Regions from separate parts of the Mus musculus genome. Here all the other regions are linked to region 3. The links are chromatin contacts, called in public ChIA-PET and HiChIP or PLAC-seq maps. All regions are on one chromosome and are shown on one strand. Each heading gives the region's core, a stretch centred on a gene start, on an enhancer-like site or on the middle of the called end of the contact. The rest is flanking DNA. Distances are from core to core; before and after follow the strand shown.

Region 1 (3,102 bases), core at 291-2,790, 430 kb before region 3:
CAGCAGTGTGAGATGAGACGGAACAGCAGTTAAGAGCACTGGATTCTCTTTCAGAGGATCTGGATTATAGCTTCTAGCACCCACCTGGCGGCTCAGGAATGTCTGTAACTCCAATTTTAGGGGATCCAGTGTCCTTTTCCCGCCTTCTTGGACAGCAGAGGTCATATGCACATGATGCACAGACATAACTATGAGTAGAGAAAAAGGACAATAGACAACTCGGGAGTGTGTTTCAGCAGAGACAGGAAGGGACACTGGGTAGAGCCAGAGGGAAGACCTACAGAAAGTTTTTTCCTTAAGGAGGATCTGCCCCGGGACCAGCATGTTTGTATACTGATTGGAACGATCTCTTGGGAGGCAGGTGCTACCTTAAGCAAGTGAGAGGTGCCAGGGAACGAGTAGCCCGGGTAAGTGTAAGAAGATCCTACACAGAACGGAAGGGGAAATCAAGTTCACGAGAATGGAGGAAAACTCTAATAAATTATGGCAGACTCTTGAAGGTTCTCTCCAAACCCATTATCTTCTCAGAAGAGCAGAAGTCCAGGTCATCACCTCAGAGTGAGAGACTAGAACTGCAAATGCATTTCCTGGAAGCACCTGTGGCCCAGTAGAGGCCAAGAATCGTAACAACGAGCCCAGTGACCATGACCATGAATAGTATAGCTAACTAAGTTTGGAGTTTCCAGAGGATGTGGGGGTGGGGAAGAGAGTTAAGAACGATTATACTGAACATAAGCAACTCTATCAATAAATACAAGAATCTAAAGTAGGGAAGAAAGCTGGGGGTCAAGTACCATGAAGAAGAGATAAGAGAACCAAAGGTTTAAGACAGTTGAATAATTGTTAGTGACAGAGACAGTGATCTGGAAATATATAACATGGTAACTAGAAATCGATAAACTTGAACAAGTTGGGAGATTGTGGGGTTACAGGGAAAAAAACAGAAATATGACCAACCAAGAGCCACCTTAGATGAAGTGAAAGGCATTCACAGTGCAAAGGAGGCAGAAATGAAAGGACTGGGTGGTGGAGGAATTGGGCACTTGAACGCTGACAGTCTCAAGAATTTCTGCAGTAATTTTTTGTAGCATGACCAAAGCTAACACCTTCATGGACAGCTAGAGGCATCTCAGCTATTTGGAAGAAACAGGGATAGTCAATCATTCAGTCTGATGGCCGGGACAAAGAGCATTGGAGATCCCAAGAGAGGCCTAAACAACACACAGAAGAGCAGTTCCAGTTCTCTGCTGTGTATGACCATCACCCGGAGAGCCTTGACACGCACGGATTCCCAGTTTCCAGCACGCATGGAGCGAGCGTCAGCAGGTGGGAGCCCAGTGTGGGAATGTTCTCAAGGCTCCCAGATGATTTCCGGGTCATCCAAGTTTGAGGGCTGCATGCCGCCATCGGCCTTCCCTATGCCGTTTGGTGAGAGCTGAGGGAGGATGATGAGTTGGTCCTGGCTGGAAGGCACCATCCTGAAAGTATCCTGTCTGAGTGTGAACAGGAAATGACAGCAGCATCGCCGAGAACAATAACCAAAACAGCTGCGGGAAGACAGGCGGAAGTGGGGACAGCGTTGTGAGAAGAGAGTCGGTAACAGGAGAGTGTGAGGCTTCTCCAGTTCATTCGCGGCCACGGGGCTCTGTGCCAGCGCCTCGTCCTTAGCCTCAGCCTACTCAGTGCTAAAACGAGGTCAAAATGTGTACATTTCAATAATTGGCAGAATACAAACACCCTTGGCAGAACGCCTTTAATAAACACAATTCCTCCACAGAAAACACTTTTTATCTTCCTCACGGACGCTCGTGAGAAGCTCTTTTATTATAGTACTTTTGCATTTTTTTCATTTGTTCATCAATAGCATGCAGTATATAATTTGTTTTCCATCCACAGGTAGATACATGCATAGAAAACTGCTCCTCAGCTGTAAGTTGAAAATATAAGCAAACAACCATATAACCACTTAACTTGGTAAATATTCTACCTTCCCAGTATAGTTGGCTGTATAAAGTCATGCTTGTTCCTCCTTATAATGGCATGACTCGCTAGGAGCCTCTGTGGGTGCCCAGATTGCTTGAGTGTATAGCTCTGTGTGATAGTTTGTATATGCTTGGGCCAGGGACTGGCACCATTAGAGGTATGGCCTTGTTAGAGTTGGTGTGTCACTGTGGGTGTGAGCTTAAGACCCTCACCCTAGCTGCCTGGAAGTCAGTCTTCCACTAGCAGCCTTCAGATGAAGAAGAACTCTCAGCTCCACCATGCCGGCCTGGATGCTGCCATGCTGTTGCCATGAAGATAATGGACTGAACCTCTGAACTTGTAAGCCAGACCCAATTAAATGTTGTCCTTTATAAGAGTTGCCTTGGTCATGATATCTGTTCACATCAGTAAAACTTTAAGACACTGCCTATTGCTGGTTGGTTGAATGTTCATTATTCAAAAATTGGAGCATGGTTTCAACTGGCTCTGTATAGCTCTCATGACACTGTAAAGCTGAGAAACTGTAGTCAAACTGTGATGGATTGAGACTGTCTACATTTAAGAGGTTACAGCTAACAAGCAACCTGCCTGGCATGGACTAACTAGTCAGTGTCTACTCCTTTCATAAAGTCATTGCATGCGCAGGGTGTGGTATTCCTGCAATCCCAGCCCAGGAGAAGCTGAGGCAGAAGGACTGCCATGGGTTTGAAACAATGAAGTCATTGACACATGCCTGCATCAACGCTGAGTTGACTCTTGCCTTGTGTGAGGGTTGTCATTAGTATCTTCAGAGAAGGAAAGAAGACAATGGGCTGTATAGTTTTCCCCTTTGGCCCTGTGAATCCTCTTTTAGGGTTGTTGAGATAACACCCATTCTCTGCCCACACTGAGTGTTAGTATGCCTTCAGTAAGTTGTTGTCATTATCCGTCATCACTAGTCACTGGAGTTGGGGTCGTCTGTGGGCTTACCAGTCAGTGATATTCCTAGAAGAATTAAAAACAATGTGTAAAAATACAAGCGTTGCTTATACTACATGATTTTGACAGCTTTCCTCATACTGTTTATGTGGGATTTGAAAGGTTACAAGGACACATTTCATTTCCTCTGATAAAGGCAGG
Region 2 (3,100 bases), core at 302-2,801, 390 kb before region 3:
TCCATGTAAGCATAGATGTCCCCGTGGGCGAAGGCCACCAGCCACCACATGATAGCGAAGAGCAGCCAGCTGCAGAGGAAGGACATGGTGAAGATGACCAGCGTGTGACGCCACTTCAGGTCTACCAAGGTGGTGAAGATGTCCTGCAGGAAGCGACCTTGCTCTCGGATGTTCTTGTGTGCCAGGTTGCAGGCTCCGCTCTTGGCGATGAAGCGGGCTTTGGGGAGACGGTCGCGGATGCGCGGTTTGCGCAGGTTCTCCGCTGCGATGCGCGCCAGCACATACTCCTCCGGGATGATGCTCTTCCTGGCCAACATCTTCCTTTCACCATAGCCCGCCTATGCACCTGCCTGAACCTGTGGCTCCTTTCCTCCACACGCGTCCTCCTAGACTAGAGAAACGCTTATTAAAAACTGTCAACTTCATTTCCTCGTCTCAGGTATCTGTACAAAGGGATGCTGTTTTACACACATATTAAATTAAAGATGTGATCAATACAAAAGAGAACCCACTTTGTGTCTGAGGTCTGGGATCCCAGAGAAAACTTTTGATCAGAACCGGAGGAATCCCCCCCCCCCTCTCTCTCTCTCCTCCCTGCTCACTCTTGGAAATAACCGCTATAAGCAAATCTTTAAGCATTTTCTGTATATTCTTTTGTGTCTCGGGATTAGTCAGGCAAGCCTGAGGACGAAAATTAAAGGCCAAGTGGGTTCACTATCTACTTGCTAAACTATTTAGATAAAGTAGCAAGGTTAAAAGGAAAGATGGAGGGATTCTTTTAGTAGCAGCGAAGAAAACTGCTTCCTGTTCATTAAGAAAATATTAACTGTAATTAAAAGATACCAAACATTGCGTTTTCGAACTTGAAAATGATTGATATTAAATTGGAAGGATTTACGAGATGCGTTTTAAAAGGCAGCCAGACTCCCCGCCCCTCCCTCTGAACCTATATCATACTATATGCTGGAAAGTAATTTGCGACGCGGGGATTAGAGACACTGCTGAGGTCTGCAGTGGATTTGCACAGCTCGAGCCAATCTGGGTACACCTTGACTGTTTGGCTTTGGGCTGCGCTATAGCCGGCTTCCCCTCCTCTCCCCGGGAGGCGCGATGCAACTTACAGACTCGGGTTTGCGCTCCCGGCTGCGGCTTGAGCTCCGCACAGGGCGGGCTGGTCCCAGGCTCTCGCATCCCGGGAGCAGAGACCTCCCGAAGTGCAGATCCGGGGGATGTTGGTCCTCCAGAACTGAGTTAAGACTCTAGAAGGTGCGATCCATAGTGCACGCGGGGAGGAGGGCTGGAAGATGAGGGTTGGGTTTGGCTTCCCCCCTCCTGCTGCCGGGCCACGGGGAGGGCGGGGTAGGAGCTGGGGATAGAGGTGCTAGTGGCCATGCTCCGCCAGCTCCTCAGCCGCCTAGCTGGGGCCAGACCTCCGAGCGAGCCGGGGAAAGTGGAGGCGGAGGCCAGTCGGGGGAGCCGGGGAGGCAGGGAGCCGGCCAGAAGGGAGGGACCACCGGGGGAGGAGGCACCAGCCGAGCCAGCTCGGTTCCCAGTAGCCCGGATTCTGCTGCCAGACCGGCACACACATCTTTAAAAGGCTCGCTGCTCAGAGAACTTTCTGAGCCCAAGTTCACTGACGCAAAGAGATTTTAATTTATTATTTTTTAAAGTGTAACTTGCGGGGGGGGGGTATCACTGGGTTACTTCAGATGAAATAAAACCAGATAGAGAGAGTGTAGGTGTTTTGGGTGGGGTGATTGTGGGGTGAGCGTGGGGTGAGGGTGGGGTCCCTGCCCTGAACTTGTAAATCTATTCGTGTTAGAATATAGAGGGGTGGGAGGGCTGAAATCCTTTCGGAAAAAAAACCGATTTCACCAACTAAGACCAGTTTTCAGGCACTTAAAGTCACACAAAAGAAACAAAAAGGGAAACAAAGATAGAGACTAACAACAAAAACACCATCAACAGTCTCTTCCAATAAAGAAAATTTACACCCAGCAGGACGGCTAAGCAAAGTCCAGCACCACACCTGCCTTCGGGGCAGGCAGGCGCAGTCGCGGCTCCGTTTTGACTCTTGGCCGCAGGCCTCTCCCTCCAGTCTAGATCGTAAGAATGATAAGACTGCTCACTTGCGCACAAGAAAGATTATACAGTAAATGTCTTTCTATAGCTTTTGAGAAGGAGCGGGGGTGGGGGTGGGGGAACAAATGTGCTTTTTTTCCCCCCCGCCGGTCATCCTGCTTTTGGCGTTTGTATTAATGGAAACTTTAATTCTTGGAAATTTTATGTTTTCCAAGACTTGAGGGTCGGGAGTATCCGAAGTATAAACAGCATGTTAATTTACTAGAAAGACCTAAAATTAGTCTTTAATGAAGGAAAATGAAGAGCCCCCCTTCCCTTTTTCCACTGTGGGTAGATCTGCTTAACCCCTTGCATTCTGGAGGGCCTGTCCTGTCAGTGAGATTCTTTTTGTTTCCTTTGTTTTCTGCAGTAATTCATGTTGTAGCCTCATAGCAGCCATGCAGACAACATTTGTGCTGTGAGTTCTGCCACTGAAATACAGTTTGAAGTGCACCTTGCTGTGCAATTTACTGTCTACTAATTTAACACCAAAAACATTAAACTCTTTTTTTTTTTTTTTTCAGAAGACAGGGTTTCACATATTCTGAGTTGGCCTCGAACTTGCTGTGTAGCCTATGGTGACCCTGAACTTCTAATCCTCCTGCCTATCTTCCTTGTGCTGGGATCGTAGGTGTGTGCCATCATGTCTGGGGTTTGTTTTGTTTTGTTTAAGACCTTGTGCATAGACAACCACTCTACCAACTGAACTACACGGCTACTCCTCTGTGCTTATGTGATTTCATTGCTGTCCTTTGAAACAGGAAGTTGTTATGAAACCCAGGCAGACTGATAGTTTACTATGTAGCCCAGACACGATTCACATTCAAGGCAGTCCTCCTGACTCAACCTCGTGAGTGCTGGGATTAAAGTATCCAACTACTATGCCTGGTTATTAAACATGTAGTTTGTGTTTAGATAGCTAGGGATGTATAATCTGTGCCAGTGTTGATGATCTTAAGAGACAGACAGTGCTGGCAGA
Region 3 (3,019 bases), core at 319-2,818:
AAGAGTCCAGCACCTGGGCACCTGGACTTCGTCGTAGATAATGAATGACCTTGGGCTAGTAACTTGTTCTACAGAAGAATTGGTCAGAAGAGAAAATATGTCATCAAAAATGTGTTGAAATTTCAACACAAAAATCGTGCAGGTCCGATCCTTAGTGGGTCATGGTTCCGTGCTCCGGACTCGCAATGGACACACTGCGCAAAGCCACGGCGAAGGCCTGGCTAGTTTTCATGGTTTCGTGACTGGAGGTTTGCCCATCACTCCTGCATGGTTGATTTGTGTTACAAACTGCCCCGGAACGCTTCTTAACCTACTTCTAGCTTACTTCTCTTTAGCACCAAACATCTACGGAGGCTAAAAAATAAATTCTCTGAAAGTAACAGTCTCTAAGTTGTTCTGGGTCTCCCTTCCCACAGAGATGGGTCAATTGCAAATACAACACAGACTAGGGACAGACCAAAAAAATCCTTGATTTTGCAAAGGTACCTTGAAACGTCTCTTGGGATGAGGGATGGGACAGAGACCCTGACTTAAGTCTCTAGGTTGGGCACGGCACAGAGGGCACAGGACAGAGAAGCCTCACAAGCGACCCTGTCTTCTGCACACTAGCAGGAAGGGATGCTGGAGGGGAGCAACGGCCAGCAGTAGGTACCTGAAGAGACTGGCTGACGTCTGGTTCGTCCTCCAAGCCGTCCGCTGTGCCAGCACCCCTTGCACAATCTCCTTCTCGTTGGGCAGCCGGTAGACAGGGAAGATGTAGAGCCAACAGAGGACCACCACACAGAGGGCACTGGCTCCTACGGGTAGCCGGGTACGCGGGAATTTCCGAGCTAGCATGGCCATGGCCCCTCTGGACGTATGTAGGGCCCGCCCGCAGGGGCTCATCGCAGCCTCGATGTCCCAGGGTCAGTGTACCCTCAGCACAACGCTGGACAAAGTGGCAGTGAAGGATGCTCCAGTGGCCGGCCCCCCATGCACACACACCTTTGGCTTTCCAGCTCGCAAACGCACGGCTGGGGAACCCCCACGCCACGGCCCCAGAGGTCAGCTACAAGGATCTTCGCCAATGCAACTTTTACTGGGATGTCTTGCTAAAGGAAGTGGCCTCCGGGCAAATCACAAGCCTTAGTCTCTTTCCCTGCAGGCAGCGGGCGATGAAGGAGTCTAAGAGCAGTGGGGCCGGTGGCTCCCGCCCTTACTGCAGCATCACCGTCGCCCTCGGCTGGGGTCCTGGAAGAGGCGCGGCTGGCTCCCGGACGTCTGATGGGTTGTGTCCCTTCCAGAAAGAGATGCTCCTGCGCCCTGCACCGCCCTTTCCCCGCCTCCTGCGCCGCCGCGGTGCCCGGCACCCCCCAGATGCGCTCTCCGCGCCACACCAAGTCCTTGGAAATTTCCACGATGGCCCGGGACCGCTACCCCACCCCCGGCGCCTCGGCCGCGCCCGCCAGGACCCTCACTCCGCGCCCCTCACGGGCAAACCTAGAACTCTCTCTCATCAGTTCATTCAGCGGTGCGCCGCAGCCTTCTGCTGCGCCCTGGACTCCGCAGACACGCGCCCCGGGATTGGTGGAAATCAAGGTCTCCCCCGCCCTCCCCCACCCGCGAAATTGCCTCCCGTGACCTGCTTGGGGCCGCGACGCTAGCCCAGGGTGCAGGCCCCTCGCCGCTGCCCTTGTTCTCTGCAGAGGGAGGCAGACAATAAGAGCAGCAGCCCCTCTGGTGCGTGCATGCACACGCGCATATGTCTATCCCGGAGTATGCACAGATTGGGGACCCGCACACCTTGTGCCCAGGCTGCTGTCTCCCTCTCCTTTCTGCAATTGATTGGTTATAACTGAGCAGTGAGGAGGCTGGCGAATATTTATTCCTTCCTCGGCTCCCTTAATCAGATCAGCCCGTGCTGAGCTACGATTCCATGCACGCACTTGCGTGCACGCGCGGGCGCGAGCTCACACGCTCAGGCACGCACATACACGTCCGCGCGCGCGAACACACACACACACATACACACACACACACACACACACACACACACACACACACTGCTGCTACTGGGCACAAGGGGAGATGCATGCACACTGGGATCCACCACCTTGCCTCCACCCTTCCGAGAACAGAGGGGCATCCTCATATGCTTGTGGCTGGTGTTCTCCCGCAGACCTTGGAGGAGATAACGCCTCTGTAGACTAAAAAGCTGTTTATTCTTAAAAGGCTGCAAAGGCAAGCTTATCACAACCACGACCTTGGAAACGTGCAACCCGCCTGGACCCGCCTAGAGGAGAGACTCACAGTAAGCCATTTCTGCTCGCCCTAGCAGAAGTCGGAAAAGGCTCGGGTACCTCCTAGCGGCAGTCTCTTCTATTTGCTTAAGCATCCTGTGCAAGGACAAAGAAGAAAGTCTGCAGCCTCCAAAACCAGCTAGCTTAGTCGTCACAGGACTGAAATCTCAGGCCACAGTTCCATTTGTTCAGCCAAGAGCAGCACTCCAGACGGCCCACAGTGACTAGTTTGTGCCCTGCAGTCTTTTTTAGCACCTTCAGTAGGGAGAGGTGAAACTTGAGACTTTGGTGCCAACCAACCTCTACCAGCATTGCAATGCTTTTCTTAGGAAGACTGCTCAATGCTCCCCAGTGGAACCAAATACCGTTAGTTAAAATAAAGACTGCCCTTGCCGCTGATAGAAGCAAATAAAGACTGCTCTTACCGCCGGGCGTGGTGGCGCACGCCTTTAATCCCAGCACTTGGGAGGCAGAGGCAGGCGGATCTCTGAGTTCGAGGCCAGCCTGGTCTACAAAGTGAGTTCCAGGACAGCCAGGGCTACACAGAGAAACCCTGTCTCGAAAAACCAAAAAAAAAAAAAAAAAAAAAAGACTGCTCTTGCCGCTGTTAGAAGCTTGCTGCTCTTTTAGAGGACCTGTATTCAGTTCCTAGCACTCACTGCGGGCAGGCAGCTCACAATTACATATCTGACTGGGGAGGGGGAGGGGAGGTCTTCTGAAGGCACCTGCACATACATATA

Evidence for each region. ChIA-PET counts read pairs in DNA pulled down with a chosen protein or histone mark. HiChIP or PLAC-seq counts read pairs in DNA pulled down with a chosen protein or histone mark.
Region 1: an RNA polymerase II ChIA-PET map of memory CD8 T cells shows a contact between it and region 3, with 6 read pairs. The contact joins the enhancer-like site here to the promoter of St8sia1 in region 3. A contact is called at or near these places in 11 of 39 promoter capture datasets (the 3T3-L1 cell line, cranial neural crest, embryonic stem cells and 6 more), 26 of 484 Hi-C or Micro-C datasets (Sertoli cells, Th1 cells, cardiomyocytes and 13 more), 6 of 115 datasets of contacts at active chromatin or transcription factors (astrocytes, embryonic forebrain, forebrain and 3 more) and 1 of 9 other capture datasets (embryonic stem cells).
Region 2: an H3K4me3 HiChIP or PLAC-seq map of embryonic stem cells shows a contact between it and region 3, with 4 times the contacts expected there. The contact joins the promoter of Kcnj8 here to the promoter of St8sia1 in region 3. A contact is called at or near these places in 2 of 39 promoter capture datasets (cranial neural crest and neural stem cells) and 4 of 115 datasets of contacts at active chromatin or transcription factors (astrocytes, effector CD8 T cells, embryonic stem cells and 1 more).

The regions. Positions count from the first base shown.
Region 1 is chr6:142,537,186-142,540,287 of GRCm38.p6, forward strand. No RefSeq gene overlaps it. Among named protein-coding and RNA genes, the nearest start is that of Gm38920, 6.0 kb to the right of the region's middle. Within about 2 kb of position 1,541, at least 38 of the 459 cell types and tissues checked have an H3K27ac peak or open chromatin away from gene starts, as enhancers often do. A contact at or near this core is called in Th1 cells, liver, memory CD8 T cells and 1 more, where this site is marked.
Region 2 is chr6:142,570,063-142,573,162 of GRCm38.p6, forward strand. It overlaps Kcnj8 (potassium inwardly-rectifying channel, subfamily J, member 8), which reads right to left and starts at 1,552. Exons shown (of 3, transcript NM_008428.5): 1 at 1,122-1,552; 2 at 1-391. The coding sequence starts at 317.
Region 3 is chr6:142,962,884-142,965,902 of GRCm38.p6, forward strand. St8sia1 (ST8 alpha-N-acetyl-neuraminide alpha-2,8-sialyltransferase 1) reads right to left here and starts at 1,569. Exons shown (of 5, transcript NM_011374.2): 1 at 653-1,569. The coding sequence starts at 885.